2 separate regions of the Sus scrofa genome follow, and region 1 is linked to region 2. A link is a contact called in public Hi-C data. All regions are on one chromosome and are shown on one strand. Each heading gives the region's core, a stretch centred on a gene start, on an enhancer-like site or on the middle of the called end of the contact. The rest is flanking DNA. Distances are from core to core; before and after follow the strand shown.

Region 1 (3,338 bases), core at 798-3,297, 98 kb before region 2:
GGCTAAAGAGTGCAGCCTTTGGCTCACCAGAGATAGGCTCCAGTGCTCACTGGGATATTTGGTCCTTGGAGAATCAGAAAAGCGAGCGATTGGAAAAAAACAAAATCACATCGTGAGTTGGGGAAAAGGGACCGTGGCTCCCTGTATCGTTCTAGGAGTTAACAAGTATAGAATCAAACCAGACTACACAACATCAGCACTGACAATGCCAAAAAAACCTGTCCCTTAAAGAACTTGCAGAATGGGACTGCCTGTTGTGGCTCAGCGGCAACGAACCCAACCAGGGTCAGTGAGGACACAGGTCTGACCCCTGGCCTCACTCAGTGGGTTAAGGAGCCAGCCTTGCCATGAGCTGTGGTGGAGGTCACAGGTGAGGCTTGGATCCCACATTGCATGGGCTGGTGGCTGCAGATGCAATTCAAGCCTTAGTTTGGAAACATCCATAAGCCATGGGTGCAGCCTTAAAAAGACAAAAAAAATCAAAAACAACAGAACCCACGGACTTTCACACAGCAGTGTCCCTGGCAGGCCCCTGACTCTGTTTGGGCAGAGTGGCACGCGGGGATATCCCCGAATGCAGTAGCCACACAGTGAAGTAATGACATCAGATGAATTCAAGTTTCAAAGTTATTAACTGCACAATGCCTACTTTGATTACTAAGCATACACGTTTGTCCCTGACAGATTCTGCTGGGGATTGACACTATGAAGACCTGCAGAAATAAGGACGGAGTAATCTAGTCCCCCCGGTACAGGTAAATTCCAAAGAACTGGGGGGGGGGGGGTGCTTTCATATTTTGCCTATATAAACCTAATATTTATTCAGTTATCTCTTAAACAAGAACTCCTAAGGTGAAGAGAAAGGGATTGAAGAAGAGAAAATGATCCCTCTTTATGCAACTACCTAATTACAGCTTTCTAGGTCAGTTTTCCATGAGGCCCAGGTCCTGCATGAAGTACGAGTCTGACCAGATATAACTGTTAGGGCTGAAATGGACATAGGATTTACCGTTTTCATGAAAAAACATACTACTAACTGGCTTAGCACTACACCCTCATGTGGAAGGAAAAGCATCTACAGAAGGACAATTGGTGAAATAATCATTTTGGAACCTGAGCCAAAGGTTTCTCACCAACACCTGAAGTCACCGAATAGGCAACAACACAGCCAGGTCAACTGTAGCTCTTGGCAACTTCCATTACGAAGAGGCCCAATGACTCTGGAGTCCACAGTTTGGAGTCCAGGCCAGAAGTTCAACAAACTGCTACTGGAAACAACTGGATACCATAATACTAAACATAAACAAGTGAAAACGAAATGAGTACACCAAGAAATGAGCCACTTCTAAGACCGTGATGCTCAGAGTCCGATCGGATGAGGGTATTACACACACTCAGATACACAACCACACACCTGTTCACAATCCCAGGTCCTCACTCTCAAATAAATACATTGAACATTTACAACAGAATGAATGCCTTATGAATGCAAGCTTTTCTGTTACTGTAATTCTAACTGAATAAAAATCACACTTCTAAAATAAGCTACAAGTTGCCTTTTTTGTGAAACTGATGTGACTTGGTGCCACAGCCCGCCTCTCTCTAATAGCAGCAGTATCAACAACCCATGGGAGCCAAGCAGTATCAACAACCCATGAAAGTTCGTTCCTTTCCAGCATCCCACGGGTTCCCACACAAGCAACTTCATAAAGCATGCAGATATTTACTCTGCTGGAGTTTCAAATGAAGAGCAGTGATCACTGTGCTTATACCTTCCAAAATATACATAAACGGTGACAAATGAACATGTAATAGCACGTCTTTGCTTACCAACGAAATCATAAGGCAGAGGGGGTGGCGGTGGAAAGAGAAACGTTAAAAATGGGGAGAAAATGCAAAACAGTGCTAGTAGCATTCACAAAAAAGATCATGCTAAAATCAGATCCATATTGATAAAAATTAATAATTAAGCCACAATCCAAAGAACTCTGTCCATGAGTCCAAAGGCATGCACGCCAGCTGAAGGAAAAGCAGGATTCTTCTGACAACAGTTTCTTCAGAGCAGAACAGTAACTTGTCACTGGAGTAATCACAGCAGGGTGAACAGGGTGCCAGCACACAGTTCTTTTTTGTAATTGAAGAGGAAAGAAAAGCAATCACGACAAAAAAAAAAATTAAACAACAGTGGAAACAACACAGAAATTCACAATGACCTATAAAACCGAAAGGAAAATCCAAATTATTCTCATACCTTTTTCTAAGTTAGCTTTTTACTGAAAGGGGTATAATGACAGATTTAGCCATGATCGTGTTTAATATAAAATGACTACACATGGGATTTCCTGCAGTATCAATGCTCAATAATTTCACTCATGTTTAAAGGACACATAAGAAACATCTTGTCACCAGAATCTCAAAGGCTCCCCACCACAAGAGGTCTCAAAGTACTTAAGTTTCTCATAAGCAAAAGAATAACCTGAAACTAATTATTCCAAAGGCAGTAACTTCCGATGACCATCGTGAAGCCAATTAGAATATTTCTGCCTTTTAAATAGTACATTTACAATTTTTTTTTTTTTACAAATGAGAGCAAGATGTTTTTTAACCCTGAGGCTGAACTAAGCCTCTCTCGGGGAGGTTCCGGCCTGAGCTGAGGTACTCACCGGAGGAGGATCCGGGGCTATCCTGCCTTCGTGTCCACAAGCTGCATCTGCACATTGGCAGCCATGCCGCCCCCGTAGCCTCCTTTAGACTGCATCTGGTTCTGGATGGAGCTGACCTGAAACAGGACAAAAACAGAACCAAAGTCAGGGGCTGACTGCAACTAAGCAATTCTTGTCTAACATTGTGCCTGGGCTGCTTTTTCCAGAAGGGTATTTACTTTTTATAGGAAAAAAAATTTCTTTTATAGACTTACAAGTGTTCTCATTATAAGGAGAAATGGTGAGGCTATTGATGGAAGCATTTCTCTTTTTTTGGTACAACGCCCTTTCCCTGCTACTTTCTCCACTTCCCAATTTCAAAAAACTGGGAAAGATCAATTCAATGTTCTGTTCCTCAGCCACCCTAATTTACAAACACCTCACACAGAGGATCACGCAATTACATGGATTAGAATCAGATAAAAAAAAAAACGATGGGAGCCCCCCGGTGGCTCAGCAGGTTAAGGATCTGGTGTTGTCATTGCATTGGCTTCAGCTGCTCCTGTGGCATGGGTTCGATCCCTGGCCATGGCTGAAAAAGAAAAACAAAAAAATAATTTGGAGCTCAAACAAATTCCCTGCCTCAAGTACCCAGGATGGCACTAAGAGCCTTTGCAACATAAGTAAATTCTCATT
Region 2 (3,635 bases), core at 136-2,635:
AGGGAGACCAGAAAAGAGATGACTAAAATAACGCAGGCTAGAGACGATGGCTGCGTGAGGAGGCGGCGGCAGTTGAAGGCAGCATGCCGTGGTTATATTTATTCTTAAAGTCGATTTTAAGGTAAATAAAGGACATGCTTGCAATGACACATTCTTTTGAATTAGGTATGAGAGTATAAGAAAGAGGAGTCAAGAAATTTCGTGGTGACCTAGTGGTTAAGGATCCGGCACTGTCACTGCTGCAGCACGGGTTCAATCCCTGGCCCAGGAACTTCTGCATGCCATGCCACGAGTGCAGCATGCCACCCCCACCCCCCAACACACACACACAAAATTAAGAGGAGTCAGGAATGTTTTCAAGGTTAGAATCAGAGACACAATGATGGAGTTGACATTTAATAAAATGAGAAAACCTGGAAGAGGAACAATCACTGGGGCTGGAAGAGAGGACTGAGGGTGAGGGGTTCATTCTGGACAGGTTAAAGTTGGAATGTCTAATGGGAAACGCTGAGTAGGCAGCTGCGTACAGAAGTCTGAAGCTTAGGGAAGAGAACTAGATAACATTTTCAGTTTAAAATATATGATAATTCTAGCTAGAGGATAGGATGAGATCATAGGAGACTACACATAAATATAGAAGAGCTCTAAACATAGAGCTCTGGGACACTGTCTTATTTTTCAGAAGTTGGGGCAACAAAAAGGAACCAGCAAAAGAAACTGAAAATAACCATCAGTGTCCCAGCAACAAAGAAAGGCTTCAAGGAAGAAAAAATTATCAACCACTTCAAAGGCTTCTGCTGCTACCGCCAGTGAGATTAGGAATGAAAAGTGACTAGGGAATTTATCACCAAGGAAGTCATGAGTCAGTAATCTCAGCAAGAGCTGTTAAGGTTGCATGGGAGAGACAAAAAAGAAAAACCAAATGAGCGGAACCTAGACACACAGAGAGCTCTGGTGACCAGGAACAACTCTTCTGAAGAGCAGTAGCTGAAGAAAGATGTGGTACTGGGGGAGACGTCTGCTTTTTTGTTTTTTAGATGGGAGATATTTCAACCTATCTATATGCTGACAGGAATAATCCAGGACAAAAGGGAAGCACTGATAAGGCAACTCACTGGCAGGCAGGGAGAACGGGATGAATCCTGAGGCAACACAACGCCCCTGACAGACGGGCAACAGAACCAAGGGCAAGAGTGGAGGTGGCGGTCATAGGTAGGAAATACAGGGAGTATGGGTACAGAAGTGAGGAGATATGCAAAAGTTTTCTCTTGATGGCTTTCGTTTTTAATATACAGGAAACAAGGTCATCAGCTGAAGATGAAAAGACGCAACAGAGGTTTGAGGAAAGAAGTGTAAAAAAGTCATTCAGAGAAGGGGAAGAGTGATTCAGCCAGGGGTTAACTGATACTATGATTAAAGGACTGTGGACAGCACAAAGTACCCTCCTTGGCCAACATGAAGGGACAACAGATAAGCCTGGATACGTCTTCCAGGACTCAGGCTCCATTGTCAGCTACTGGCTGGACCAGATGGAGAACTGGAATGGGGGTGAGAGGGTGGGGAGAGGGCAGTTACCTGGTAAGATTATGAAGCACTAAAAGAGAACTGAGGCTGTCTAAGAGGAAGAAATTTCAACGTGGCCTGTGGATTCACAGCAGGGTAAATCCTCAAGTAAGGATATGTTGGAAGGAGGGCTTGGGACAGTAAAAAGGGGTTAGAAGCAAGGGATTGTAGGTGTCAGACAAAGAAGTACAGTTCAAGTGTGGGTCCTTGACTGAAGGACCTGGAAAGATAGGAAGTTAAGGCCCTGGTGGAATGTTTCAAACTGTATCCTACAAAATAAAGTACAGGCAGGTCTGGTTAAAATGTAACCAAACTACCTTAAAGACTAGAGCAAAACCTCTCCCTGGGCAATGTGAGCCTGCAGATGAGGGAAACTAGAATACTAAGGGACCACAACAGAAGAATTATATAACAGGAATTGTAGCTGGAGGTTCCCAGGCATGAAATCTTCAAGAAAACCATTCCCAACACTCCTGGAGAGTCAGCTTTGAACAATCTGTCCATTTCCGAGGCATAGTTGCCAGATCACAATAGAATGAGGCATATTAAAACAGTATCTTGGAGGCATTCTCTTGTGGCACAGAGTTAAGGACTGTCACTGCAGCAGGTTGCGGCAGTGCTGTGGCACAGGTTCAATACCTGGCCCAGGAACTTCCACATGTCACAGGCACAGACCTCCCCCACTGCCACCACACAGTGTGTATGAACATATGTGTGTGTATGTGTGTGTACACACACACATATATATCCCCCGCCCCCCAAGCCCCTTTCACCAACGAGCTGTACTCTGGACAGGTGAATCCAAAAGTATACTAAAGAGGAGCTGCCAAAGTAAAAAGAGAAGCCTATCAGGACTCTTTCTTCTAAAGCAGGCTTCTTGTTCTGAAGCAGTTCTGAGCTACAAAAATTCTAAACTGTGTGAAAGTTTGAACACTGATTATTATTCCAAACTGTACCTTCTAATGACTAAAATAAGACTCTGAATGTTCAATGAGCAAAACGCTTTTTACCACCTAAAAGTAACTGGAAAAGCTAACTGACCTTCCTAAGAGCTGGAGAAGCAGGGCAAAAAAAAAAAAAAAAAAAAAAAAAATCTATAGGGAGACTTTGAAGGTACATTGCAAGAAAGAGAGCTGTTTTCTGCTTAAACCTTATCCATTCCCATCCAATGAACACATCAGTTCCACAAATAGCCATGGGTTCCCACCATGTATTAGGTACAAAATATATACGATGTTCAATACACAAAAAAATTCACCTTTGCTATACTCAGCAAAAAAGTGAAAGTATATTAAGTCAAATGAAACAAAATTATTGTGTTTTAGTAGGAGATGTTTACAAAATTTAATTGCAAAGGTTTAATAAGAAATATTATGGTACTCCCTGGTGGCTCAGTGGGATAAGGATTTGACTTTGTCACAGCTATGCCTTAGACCACTGCTGTGGCACAGGTCCCATCTCTGGCCTGGTAACTTCCGCAAGCCTTGGGAACGGCCTAACAAATAAATAAATGAACAACAACAAAAAGAAATCTTAGCATGAATTTCTAAGTGGGTAAGCCACAAAATGCAAACAGTGCTCATCATTCAATCATTTTCAAGCACACCTAAATTTTAACAGAGAGTTCTCAAATGCTCTCTAGGAAAAAGAGGGAGTTTTACTATAATCCGTTTTGACTAGAATACATTTGCAGGTATTTTATAGCATCATGATAAAGACAACTCATTATCAAATTTCTTGGCTTTCAGTTCAGAAACTCCCTTTGGATGGGGTCCTAGAGCAGTTTCAGCTTAATCTTGCTCTGTTCACTATTTGCTAGTACTATAAAAAGGTTCCAGTATACTTTTTGTTTTTTTGTTGTTTGTTTTTTTAATCTTTTTAGGGCCGCACCTGCAGCTTATGGAAGTTCCCAGGCCAGGGGTTGAATAGAAGCTGCAACCCCTGGCCTACACCGCAGCCACAGCAACTCCGCATCTGCGTCGAGTCTGCGACCTACACCACAGCTCACGGCAACGAGAGGCCCAGCGATCGGACCCAAATCCTCATGGATCCTAGCTGGAATCATTAACTGC

What was found. Hi-C and Micro-C count contacts between places; a contact is called where the count stands out from the background.
Region 1: a Hi-C map of liver shows a contact between it and region 2, with 3 times the contacts expected there. The contact joins two enhancer-like sites. A contact is called at or near these places in 8 of 47 Hi-C or Micro-C datasets (alveolar macrophages, brain, heart right ventricle and 3 more) and 2 of 2 datasets of contacts at active chromatin or transcription factors (alveolar macrophages and skeletal muscle).

Annotation. Positions count from the first base shown.
Region 1 is chr2:133,679,845-133,683,182 of Sscrofa11.1, reverse strand. LYRM7 (complex III assembly factor LYRM7) reads right to left here. Exons shown (of 8, transcript XR_002342091.1): 7 at 2,664-2,779; 8 at 1-2,124. It overlaps CDC42SE2 (CDC42 small effector protein 2), which reads right to left. Exons shown (of 6, transcript XM_005661625.3): 5 at 2,664-2,779; 6 at 1-2,124. The coding sequence ends at 2,681. LOC110259698 reads left to right here. Exons shown (of 6, transcript XR_002342086.1): 6 at 1-1,401. Among named protein-coding and RNA genes, the nearest start is that of CDC42SE2, 120 kb to the right of the region's middle. Within about 2 kb of position 2,047, at least 5 of the 83 cell types and tissues checked have an H3K27ac peak or open chromatin away from gene starts, as enhancers often do. A contact at or near this core is called in liver, where this site is marked.
Region 2 is chr2:133,581,356-133,584,990 of Sscrofa11.1, reverse strand. The region is part of intron 4 of LYRM7 (complex III assembly factor LYRM7); the gene reads right to left. All of the region lies in intron 1 of CDC42SE2 (CDC42 small effector protein 2), which reads right to left. Among named protein-coding and RNA genes, the nearest start is that of CDC42SE2, 19 kb to the right of the region's middle. Within about 2 kb of position 1,385, at least 25 of the 83 cell types and tissues checked have an H3K27ac peak or open chromatin away from gene starts, as enhancers often do. A contact at or near this core is called in liver, where this site is marked.